3 separate regions of the Mus musculus genome follow, and all the other regions are linked to region 3. A link is a contact called in public HiCAR-type and promoter capture Hi-C data. All regions are on one chromosome and are shown on one strand. Each heading gives the region's core, a stretch centred on a gene start, on an enhancer-like site or on the middle of the called end of the contact. The rest is flanking DNA. Distances are from core to core; before and after follow the strand shown. Region 1 holds the start of Arfgef1 (ADP-ribosylation factor guanine nucleotide-exchange factor 1(brefeldin A-inhibited)). Region 2 holds the start of Terf1 (telomeric repeat binding factor 1). Region 3 holds the start of Slco5a1 (solute carrier organic anion transporter family, member 5A1).

Region 1 (3,256 bases), core at 95-2,594, 2.8 Mb after region 3:
TTATTTCCTTTGGCTTTTCATACGTCTCAAGTCTTGTCACTTTGCAGCGTTCACACCTTTGGATTCTGATTGCTGCATTAATATAAATCCACAGCTAACACACTCTAAGGAAAAGAAAGCAAAAGCTGTATCCTAACCGGGATCCCATGTTGCTGGAGACACGCAATAGCATGGAACCCCCTGTAAACCGGCTGCATTTATTTCATGGGATTCTTAACGTTTTCTCTCAGAAGCAATGCGGAAATTTGAGTTCTGTGGCATTAAAGCAGGCACAGTATGGTCAGGAGTATCTGTTCTTAAAGCTTTTCCATTCTGAAAACTCCGGATTAAAGGTAGAGAACGGGAGGGCTCTGTGCGGTACCTGAGTCAGAAGCACTCACCTTAACTTCAGTGTCAATCAGAAAAGGGCATGAAACCTAGGGTTTACTGATTTACCCTATTGAGAGATTTAAAAAGTGAAAATATTCCTGAATCTTCGCCCAGTGGTTTTTAGCTTACGTTTTGCAAAAGAGATCCATCTTGAAGTAATTGAAAGTATCGGTCAAGGATAGCAATTTCCTACACCTGAGAAGGAAATTTAGACCCCGTGTGGCAGGCGGAAACCAGGTGCGCCTGAGGGAGCGACGCGGGTGTTCCTGTGGCCCTAGGACCGCGAGGAACTTTGCTCCCCGGCGACCGGCTGTCCAGAAAGTTGGGGAAGCCCGTGCACGGTAGGCAGGGGTCCTGTCGTCCCGGCCTTGGGAGCGCCCCTGTGCTCCGATCACGCATCCCAGTAGCCCGCAAGAGCAGAAGCCCCGCGCCACGCCGTGCCGCGCAGCAGGACGCCCGCCACGCCCCACGCTGCCCTGCAGGCGAACGCGGGAGGCGGCGAGTCCCCGCCGGGCCGCCGTAGAGTTGCAGCTCCGGCCGCTCCTCCCGCGCCGCCCTCCGCCCCTTGCCTCTCGGCGCCGCGGCAGCTCTGGGCTGGCGCTGGCACCGCCGCCGCCGCCGCTTCCTCTCCGCAGCCGTTCGGCCGCTGCGTGACGCGTCGTTTCCTCTCAACATGGCGTCCGGGGCAGGTCGGCGGTGATGGAGGCCAGTCGGCGGCTGCGGCGGATGCTGGTCCCCACGGTAGCTAGGGCAGCCTCGCGCCTGCTGGCAGTGTGAGGCGCCGCCACCTAGGCCCTCGGCCCCGGGAAGACGGCCGCCCGGGCCGAGTGCCGCCGCCGCCGGGCCGTAGGGACGAGTGAGGCGGGCGGCCGGGAAGCGACCCCCGGGCCGACGGCGCCGAGGCCGGACGGGCGCGGCCCTCGAACGGCGGCCCCTCGAGCGTGGCGAGGCTTTCGACGCCCTTGGCGGCCCCGCGGCCGCTCCGCGTCGCCGGCCGCTTCCTGGTGCCGCCGCTGCCCTCCACGCCTCCTCGCCCCCACCGCCACCTCCTCGCCTTTCTCCCTCCCCGTCCTCATCCCGGTCCCCGTCCCCCTCCTCCGCCTTCCCTCCAGCCGCCGGGACCGCCGCCGCCGCCGCCTCCTCCGCGTCCATGTATGAGGGCAAGAAGACGAAGAACATGTTCCTGACCCGGGCCCTGGAGAAGATTCTGGCCGACAAGGAAGTGAAGAAGGCGCATCACTCCCAGCTGCGCAAAGCGTGCGAGGTGGCCCTAGGTGAGCCCGGAGGAGGCCGCGGCGCGGGGTGCCGGCCGCGAGAGGTGGGCGGCGTGGCGGGCGGCTCGTCCGGGGAGCCCTGCTGGCCGCCCGACTGGAGTTGACAGCAACTCGGCTGGACGCGGGGCACCGGCTGAGTGGAGGAGGATAGGCGGCCAGCCGGGGCCCCTGGAACTCGAGATGGTTACGGATCGCGAGGCACCTGGCTTCGAGTGGTCCACAGGACGGGATGGGGGGAGGGTTGTTGGTGGCCCCTGCGGTGCGGACAGAATGTCATCCTTTGTGATGGAGCAGAAGATGAGCTGTTGTTTATTAGCTTAGAAATTGAGGTGGGGCCGATCTGACGAGACTGAGCGTGGGGGAGGGTTCCGTATTGCAATTACAATAACTTTATGATTTGGCGTGGTACTTTGGGAAGAAAGGTTGAAGTTGTTCCCTCGTTGACAGTCTCGAGAAAGGGGGTTGCAAAAGGTGCCTCGAGTTTGCCATCTCTCTGCCCCAGCTACAGGAAAAAAGAGTAGTAATGTAACCTACTGGGCTGACCTGGAAGAACAAGACTAGAGGTTAAGGGGGTGGCGGTGGCCGTGTCTGTGTGGAAATGTGGAAGGAAAGAACCTTTAGATAAATTGACTTTAGGTAACACAGAAAGGGGTGTGTGTGAAATGAGAGAAAAGAGAAAGACAATGACACCCACCAGCCACATGTCTGGACAGTGGCAGCTGTTCTCAAGCTTCAGTTGTGATTTATAGTTCAGACAGAAGAGGTCTAGTGTAATGAAGCCACAGCAGGGCAAATCCCAAACAATACCTATAAAACCATTGTAGGCAGATAACGATTTGTTTGCGGTAGGTTTGGTAGGTCTAGTGCATCCATCAATAAGAGAATTGTTAAGGGAGAAGCCAGAACATTTAACACAGATAAATTTGTGATGCTTACCCTTTTGTTTATAGCCCTGGACCAGAGCAGCTCAACTTTGCAAGAAATGAAAATGGTTAAAAGTGATTTTTGAAAAACATTTTTGAAAGGGGACAAACTAACTTTATGCTAAAGTAAGGGGTCCAGATAGGTTAGAGACAATTTTGCATTTAAGTTTTGACTTAAGACTACCATTTAACTTACTCCAAATGTTACAGCCGCCCTTCCTCCTTTTTTTCTCAATACTTAGTAATATGAAAAACATCAACTGGATTTGTTTAACATCCACCAAAAAATGGTCCTTTTTGTTGGTGGTGTTTTGTTGTTAATGTAGTAGTATAGTGGACTTAAATAGTTCCTTCCTTTGCCCTTCATTGGTCATAAGTTCCCATTTTGTTATTGTAACTAACAACACGTTTCCAGGTGAATGAGAAGACTATTGTACAGTTGCAAAAATTGAATTTATATTTGGGTCCTGAAAGAAGTCATTATTAATTGGAGTGATAGGAAGGGTTTTAAGAACTTTTAAAATTATTGTGTGCTGTAGGGTTTTCAGTAACCTGGCAGGGTAAAAAAACAAATGAAATTCAAATTAAAGCTTTAGTATTTAAGAACTAAGCTTTGCTGTGTTAGAGTATGTGTGTCCATTTTTTTTCCTTTTTTTTTTTTTTTTTTTTTTTTAAGCAAGGGGCATGGGG
Region 2 (2,938 bases), core at 55-2,554, 2.8 Mb before region 3:
TTTATACCATGAAGTTCTTTGTATTTTAGGAAGTAGTATACATATGTAAAGGTTTCCATTGAACTTGTTCAATTCATAATCAACTTTATAACATTTATTTCTTTTTTGTTTGGTTGGTTGGCTTTTCGGGACAGGGTTTCTCTGTATAGACCTGGCTGTCCTGGAACTCACTTTGTAGACCAGGCTGGCCTGGAACTCAGAAATCCGCCTGCCTCTGCCTCCCAAGTGCTGGGATTAAAGGCGTGTTTGAACAAACACAAAGATACACTTGGCAGTGAATATGTACACTGGTAAGCCAACCATATTCCTGGATGTCTCTCACCAACACACAGGCCAGAAGACAAACTTGGGTCTGAGTTTTCAGGCACTGTCAAACTTTTTAAACATTTAAACAAAAGATTCATTTATTTTTATTTTATGAATATGGGTATTTTACCTGCACGTCTGTCTGTGTAACATGTGTATACAGTGCCCGTTGAGGCCAAAAGACGGAAATTTGATCCCCTGGAGTTTAAAAATCCTTCCTCCCCAGGCCTTTGTTTTTGGCCTTCCACTGGCCTAAAGCTTGCCAAATTGGGTTGGGCCAGGGGTCAGTGAGCCCTAGTCACCGGTCTTCCCAGCGCTGTAAGTATATGTGTATGGCATAGGCTCTGGGGATCAAACGCAGGTTCCCTGGCTTGCAAGATAAGCATTGACAAGCTGTACTACCTCCCTTGGCAGCCGCATCCCGGCCCTTCTTAAATGTTTCTATATTCATCTGTTAGAGTTTGGCTCCAGAAGCAGCGGTAGCAACTGGGCTGGCTCCCTTTAAAACAAACAAACAAACATTCTGTCCAGGGGACGCGGAAGGCGTGGGGGCGGGAGCCAGGACTTCCAGCAAACAGGAAGCGGCCGGTTTCGCGCCGTCTCCCGCCTGGGATCCCGCCCCGGTGTGTGCGGGGCAAGCAGGTCTCGGCCGCGACGCAGCCTCCGGCCCGGGAGCCCGCACTCACCCTCGGCGCTGTCACGAGTACGACGAAAGTCCTCGGAGCGGCCGTCACGGAAGGCTCGGCACAGAGACAGGCAGAGGAAGTCGAGCATCCAGCCCGCAGCCACGGCCTCCACCTCAGCCACAAGCTCCGCGTTCTCCATCTCTCTCGGGGTCCCCAGCTGAAGCTGGCACTGGAGCAGCTCCGCGTCGTCTCCCACCTCCTCCTGCTCTGGAGAATCCGAATCTGTCCAGCCCTCACGGCTCGGCGCGTCCCGGGCCGCTGAGGAGACCGTCTCCGCCATGTTAAACCGAAAGCGCTCGCCGTGCCTCAGCTGGCGCCGTGCGCTGATTTGCTCGCGGTGGGCGTGGAAGTCAGCCAATCGCATCGCTAGGGTGGGCTAGTGGCTGGAGCTTGGCTTCCGATTGGCTGAGAACTGCTAAATTCCTTGTCGATCCGAGCCCAGGCGTTTTGGATAGTGTAGCTTCTGGATGATAGGCTAAGATACATTTTAAAAAATGCAATCTGCGCTGGAAACAGGGTAGTTAAAACCGAGAGGTTTTTGACTGCAGATTTTGACTGCATGGCACTGCGCGTCTATAATCCCAGCAGCACTCAGGAGGTGGAGACAGGAAGATTAGGAATTAGGGCCATCTTCAACTACAAAGTCTAGGCCAGCCTGGAGCACTTGAGCGTTATGGCAGCAGCAGCACCAGAAATTTTAACTTGTCGCCATAAACATGAGCATTTAACCCTGTTACACTGTAATCACACTGTCTTTCTACCCTATGTGTTCATTTTATTGAAATCCGGGGTTATTAAAGCTGAAATTGCTGGGCTCTGATTTTTCACTAAAGTTCTGCCTGGGGTGAGCGGGTAGGATGGTGCTGACCCTGGAATTCGCAAGTCTAGTCAGTTCCCCATGAATGCTGAGACTGTTAGTCCCAGGACCACATTTTGATCACTATTACTGTACAATGTTTGCATTGAATGAAAGTATAACAACGTAAAAACAGAATTCTAGGCCTTTAGGCCCAGGCTTGGGAATGTGGCCTTTGTAAAGGTATGCTAATCATAAAAGAGATAGCGACATTCCTCTACCCACCCGCTTCCTGGGTTCAAAGAGTGCTCATTCAAAGAAAGTCACCCTGGCCATTACCAGAACCTGCAATGCAAATGTGCTATTGTTAGGGGCTCTTAGAAGCTGTCTTGAGAGTTAACAATTACCAGGTATTCCTTGTGACTCTATTAACTTTACACTTCCTTGTGACTCTTAACTGGTATCTTTGGTATCTTCCAACAACGCCCTCCCCACTTCCTTGAGTTTCGGTTTCTTCCTTTAAATACCCCCTTACCCAGCTACTGGGGCGCCACGGTCCTCTACCCCTGCGTGGTGTATGACCATGGGCCCGAGAGCGCTCTTGAATAAAAAATCCTCTTGCAATTTGCAGCAAGACCCGTTTCTTGTGGGTGATTTTGGGGTGTCGCCTCTCCTGAGTCAGAACGTGGGGGAGCCCTCACATTGTGGGTCTTTCATGACCATGAGGGCATATTACCCCCAGGCTCTAGAGATGGTGTTGCAGTAAATATTATTTGGGGGTTCTACCCTGTGGGGAATTGCAGGTTGGTCTCCAGTTGAGCTGAGGTCTTAACCCCGATGGTCATAATGCACCTTCATGACACAGTAGGCGTTCCCTCATGCTCCTGGAACTCTGGCTCCTGCCTAAGTTACCGCCCCCCCCCCCACACACACACACACAGCCCCCACAAGAGAAGCATGTTCAGTAGTCACGTAGGCAATGGCCCTAGCTTTTGACCTTCAGGCTCAACTCCTCCCCAGTTACCTAACAACAGTAAAGAACATAAAAAGGGCTGTTACGCTCTTACTGCTTACTCTTGTCTCCCTCTTACCCCTCACTCTCACCATCTCTCCTCTCTTTGTCTTCTCTCCTCTCTCCTCTCTGTTTTCT
Region 3 (3,368 bases), core at 690-3,189:
TTTACGTGGATATTTTGGCGGGGGATGGGAGAGGGCAAGACAAGTTTCCCTAACATTAGGGATCTTGTTCCACTTTGGTCCCCAGAATCTGCTATGGTAGAAAAGACATGGTGTGTGGTGAACATGGTAGAAGCCAATAGAAGTATTTCACATGAGATGGTCTTTCTGTCCACCTTGGTGACTTAAAGACACCCGCACCCTTGGGGCTTCAGTGCGGTTCGTCTTCCCACTGTACAGATGAAGGGCAGCGGGGTGGCTGGTTGCCTGAGGGCTGGGCTGGGTGGCTGCCCGCGCGCCTGCGCCCTCTGCTGCTCCGGTCCTGGCGCGTCTCTGTGCGTGTGTGTCTGCCTGGGGAGAAGAGGCTTGGGTGACAGGCCAGAGGTTGGGGGAAGAGTTAGCCAGCTCGACTCGCAGTCTCACTCCCTGATTTCTCGGCGGCGGGACCGAGACGGTCTCCGCAGGCGGCTGGCCCATCTTCCCCCACCGCTGCCGTCCTACAGCGGCTGATCCTCTCCCAGCCCGGCAGATTGGTCGTCACCCTCGCTAGTGAGTTGCGAAAGCTTGTGCGCCTAGCAGAGCGGCGAGCTGTGCCTGGCGGTTCTGTCCTCCCACCGGCTGTGTGTGTGTGTGTGTGTGTGTGTGTGTGTGTGTGTGTGTGCGTGCGCGCGCGCGGAGGGGATGTCCCTAGGATTCCGCGTTGGTTCCGAGAGCTCGGGGCGGGGATCCGCGTGTCCATCCCATGCGAGTCTGCGTCGCGATGCGGCTGCTCCCTCAGCCAGGGGCTCCGACGCCGGGATTCCCCAGCTCGGCGTGCAGCCACGGGTGGAGTTCCCCGGGAAGGCGCAGGGGTGAGCGGGCGGAGCCCAAGTGCCGGCTTGCAAGCCACTGGCAGTCCGGTCCTGAACAATACTGGGAGATGTTGTAGCCGCCTCTCTCATCTTTTTTCTTTTCGCAGCAGCATCACAAAAGCTCAGAACGAAACCCAACGCAGCAGAACCCCAATGCCTCCCATCTGGTGCACTTCGCCGCCGGGGCAGGAGGAGTATAGGGTTCCCCAAGATTAGGGATGGGGTTTACAGCGGAGGCGCACCTGTATTAGCGCTCGCTGAATTCAAACCAAGCGCTGGCTCGCACAAAGTGAACTCGTGTGTGTGTGTGTGTGTGTGTGTGTGTGTGTGTGTGTGTGTGTGTTATACTTCAGGCCTTCGCACACCTCACGCTCTCAGGGTGTGCTTGGCAAATAGCACACCTCCGGGCCGGCGTGCCTGTGTTGAGCCGTTTCGGTGGGCTCCCCGCGCACGCTGTGCCAGCTTGCCAGCGTCTCTTTGTTTGGTGTGGCTTCACTCAACCATTTGCAAAGCAAATTGATTTTCGGTTTCGCTCAACCTTGCGCTCTGGGACTTAACGTGGGCCACAGCCTCGAATGCCCTCGTTACTTGTAATTGAATATAGTTCTTTCCGGCAAGGGGCTATTTTTAGTGTAGAGAATAACCACGCAAGCATGTTGATCCCCTCCCCCCACGCGCTGTCTTTGACTTTAAGTAGGTGTTTGATGGAGCGGACGCATTCACATCTCGTCGCGCACACGTGCCAGTGTACAAGTGTGCACACATATTTCTACACGTAGTTTTCTTTCTACCGCTTAAAAATGTATTTTAAAATTTGAGACCAGGAATGTATTGTGTGCTTGTAAAAGGAAAAAAAAAACTTTCCTTTGTTCTTCTGGGAATCTTCTATTTTGAGTCATGGAGTAGGAGTACCAGAAGGTTGCTATTAGTTCACTCGAATAAAAGACACTGCCTTCTGAGTCAGAGCTGCCAGGCTGATAATTATTAACATATAAAAGCAAACGCACTGTTTAAGGCAAAAGGGGCGGGGCGGGGGCAGGCCCGCCGCAGACAATGAGCGAGAGTCTTGGCGGACCGCCTGCTGCTCATTGTTCCGGGACTTGAGGCTGCAGTCTCTGCAGGTCCCTCCTGCACGGTTCAGCTCCTGGCTAGCACCTCGGTCCCTCTGGGGTCCACGAGGTTACTTAGCACTAGTCACCGGACCCCGGGTTGCCAGCCCCAAGTGCATCCGTCCCTCTGACCATCAATTCTCTGCTTTACAGGTCGGCAGCTTCACGACCCTGTGTGTCACAAGCCTTGCGGTGGGCACCGAACACCCCTGGAGCCACAAAGTGGGATGTTGTTCGGACAGTTGCGCTAAGAGACCCCACACTGGGCCCAGGTCGCTCTAGCTTCTGGCCACCGTCTGAGAGGCGGCGGCGGAGGGGATGAGCACCGGACGCGCAAAGCGCCTACCGCGAGCTATCCCTGAGAGTGGACACCAAGCAGGACTCCTCGAAGGACCGCGTGGACCTTTACCTCCCCCGGTACAAGGTGGCTTCTTGTTGTGCCTCGGGTCAGGATGCTCTGGGCACCTCCCTGCTGCTGAGATGTTTTGCTTCCAGGCTCTGCCATCCCCAGCCCGGGTCTCAGGAGGAGACGACTGAGTGGGCCGGGCATCAGCCCCTCGTTCAGGTGGATGAAAAGTGCCGGAGGCCTTATATGGAATCAGCGATCACATTTTAAGAGCCATGGACGAAGGGGATGCGCAGTCTCGGGCCCAACAGCAGCTAGAGGCACCGTCTTCGGTTGGAGCTGTCCAAGAGAAGTGCGAGTCAGAGTCCTTCAGGTCTAAGAGTTTACCGGTCCTGCACAGCGCCTCCTGCCGGCAGAATTTCAGTGCTGGGAATGCAGATGGCAAACTGGCCTTGGGTTGCAATGAAGCTCCAGGTCGCCAGGAGACGCATCTAGGACGGAACTTGATAGTCCCCAGCCCTTCTGCTCCATCCACTTCGGCAGGCACTACAACGGAACTCATGGACTGTAACCACAGGATGGACCCCAGCAAAACTGTGTCAGTATCTTCCACTTTGGCCACACTCCAGGAGAGAAGGTGTCTCTACGTGGTCCTTACGGATTCTCGCTGCTTCTTAGTGTGCATGTGTTTTCTGACTTTCATCCAGGCGTTAATGGTCTCTGGGTACCTGAGCAGTGTCATCACCACCATCGAAAGGCGCTATAGCTTGAAGAGTTCTGAGTCAGGGCTGCTGGTCAGCTGCTTTGATATAGGAAACCTGGTGGTGGTGGTGTTCGTCAGCTACTTTGGTGGCCGTGGGCGAAGGCCCCTATGGCTGGCAGTGGGTGGACTTCTTATTGCCATCGGGGCTGCGCTCTTCGCTTTACCTCACTTTATCTCACCCCCCTATCAAATCCAAGAGTTGAACGCTTCGGCCTCCAACGATGGCCTTTGTCAGAATGGCAACTCCACAGCCATCTTGGAGCCTCCTCCCTGTCCCAAGGACTCGGGAGGAAATAGTCACT

The links. Promoter capture Hi-C pulls out the DNA fragments that hold promoters and counts their contacts. HiCAR-type assays count read pairs that join an accessible place to other places.
Region 1: a promoter capture Hi-C map of hippocampal neurons shows a contact between it and region 3, with 12 times the contacts expected there. The contact joins the promoter of Arfgef1 here to the promoter of Slco5a1 in region 3. A contact is called at or near these places in 2 of 39 promoter capture datasets (hippocampal neurons and pre-B cells), 1 of 484 Hi-C or Micro-C datasets (embryonic stem cells) and 1 of 115 datasets of contacts at active chromatin or transcription factors (astrocytes).
Region 2: a HiCAR-type map of astrocytes shows a contact between it and region 3, with 4 times the contacts expected there. The contact joins the promoter of Terf1 here to the promoter of Slco5a1 in region 3. A contact is called at or near these places in 2 of 39 promoter capture datasets (embryonic stem cells and pre-B cells) and 1 of 115 datasets of contacts at active chromatin or transcription factors (astrocytes).

Annotation. Positions count from the first base shown.
Region 1 is chr1:10,230,758-10,234,013 of GRCm38.p6, reverse strand. It overlaps Arfgef1 (ADP-ribosylation factor guanine nucleotide-exchange factor 1(brefeldin A-inhibited)), which reads left to right and starts at 1,344. Exons shown (of 38, transcript NM_001102430.1): 1 at 1,344-1,643. The coding sequence starts at 1,520.
Region 2 is chr1:15,804,012-15,806,949 of GRCm38.p6, reverse strand. Terf1 (telomeric repeat binding factor 1) reads right to left here and starts at 1,304. Exons shown (of 10, transcript NM_009352.3): 1 at 993-1,304. The coding sequence starts at 1,272.
Region 3 is chr1:12,989,706-12,993,073 of GRCm38.p6, reverse strand. Slco5a1 (solute carrier organic anion transporter family, member 5A1) reads left to right here and starts at 1,939. Exons shown (of 9, transcript NM_172841.2): 1 at 1,939-3,368. The coding sequence starts at 2,579.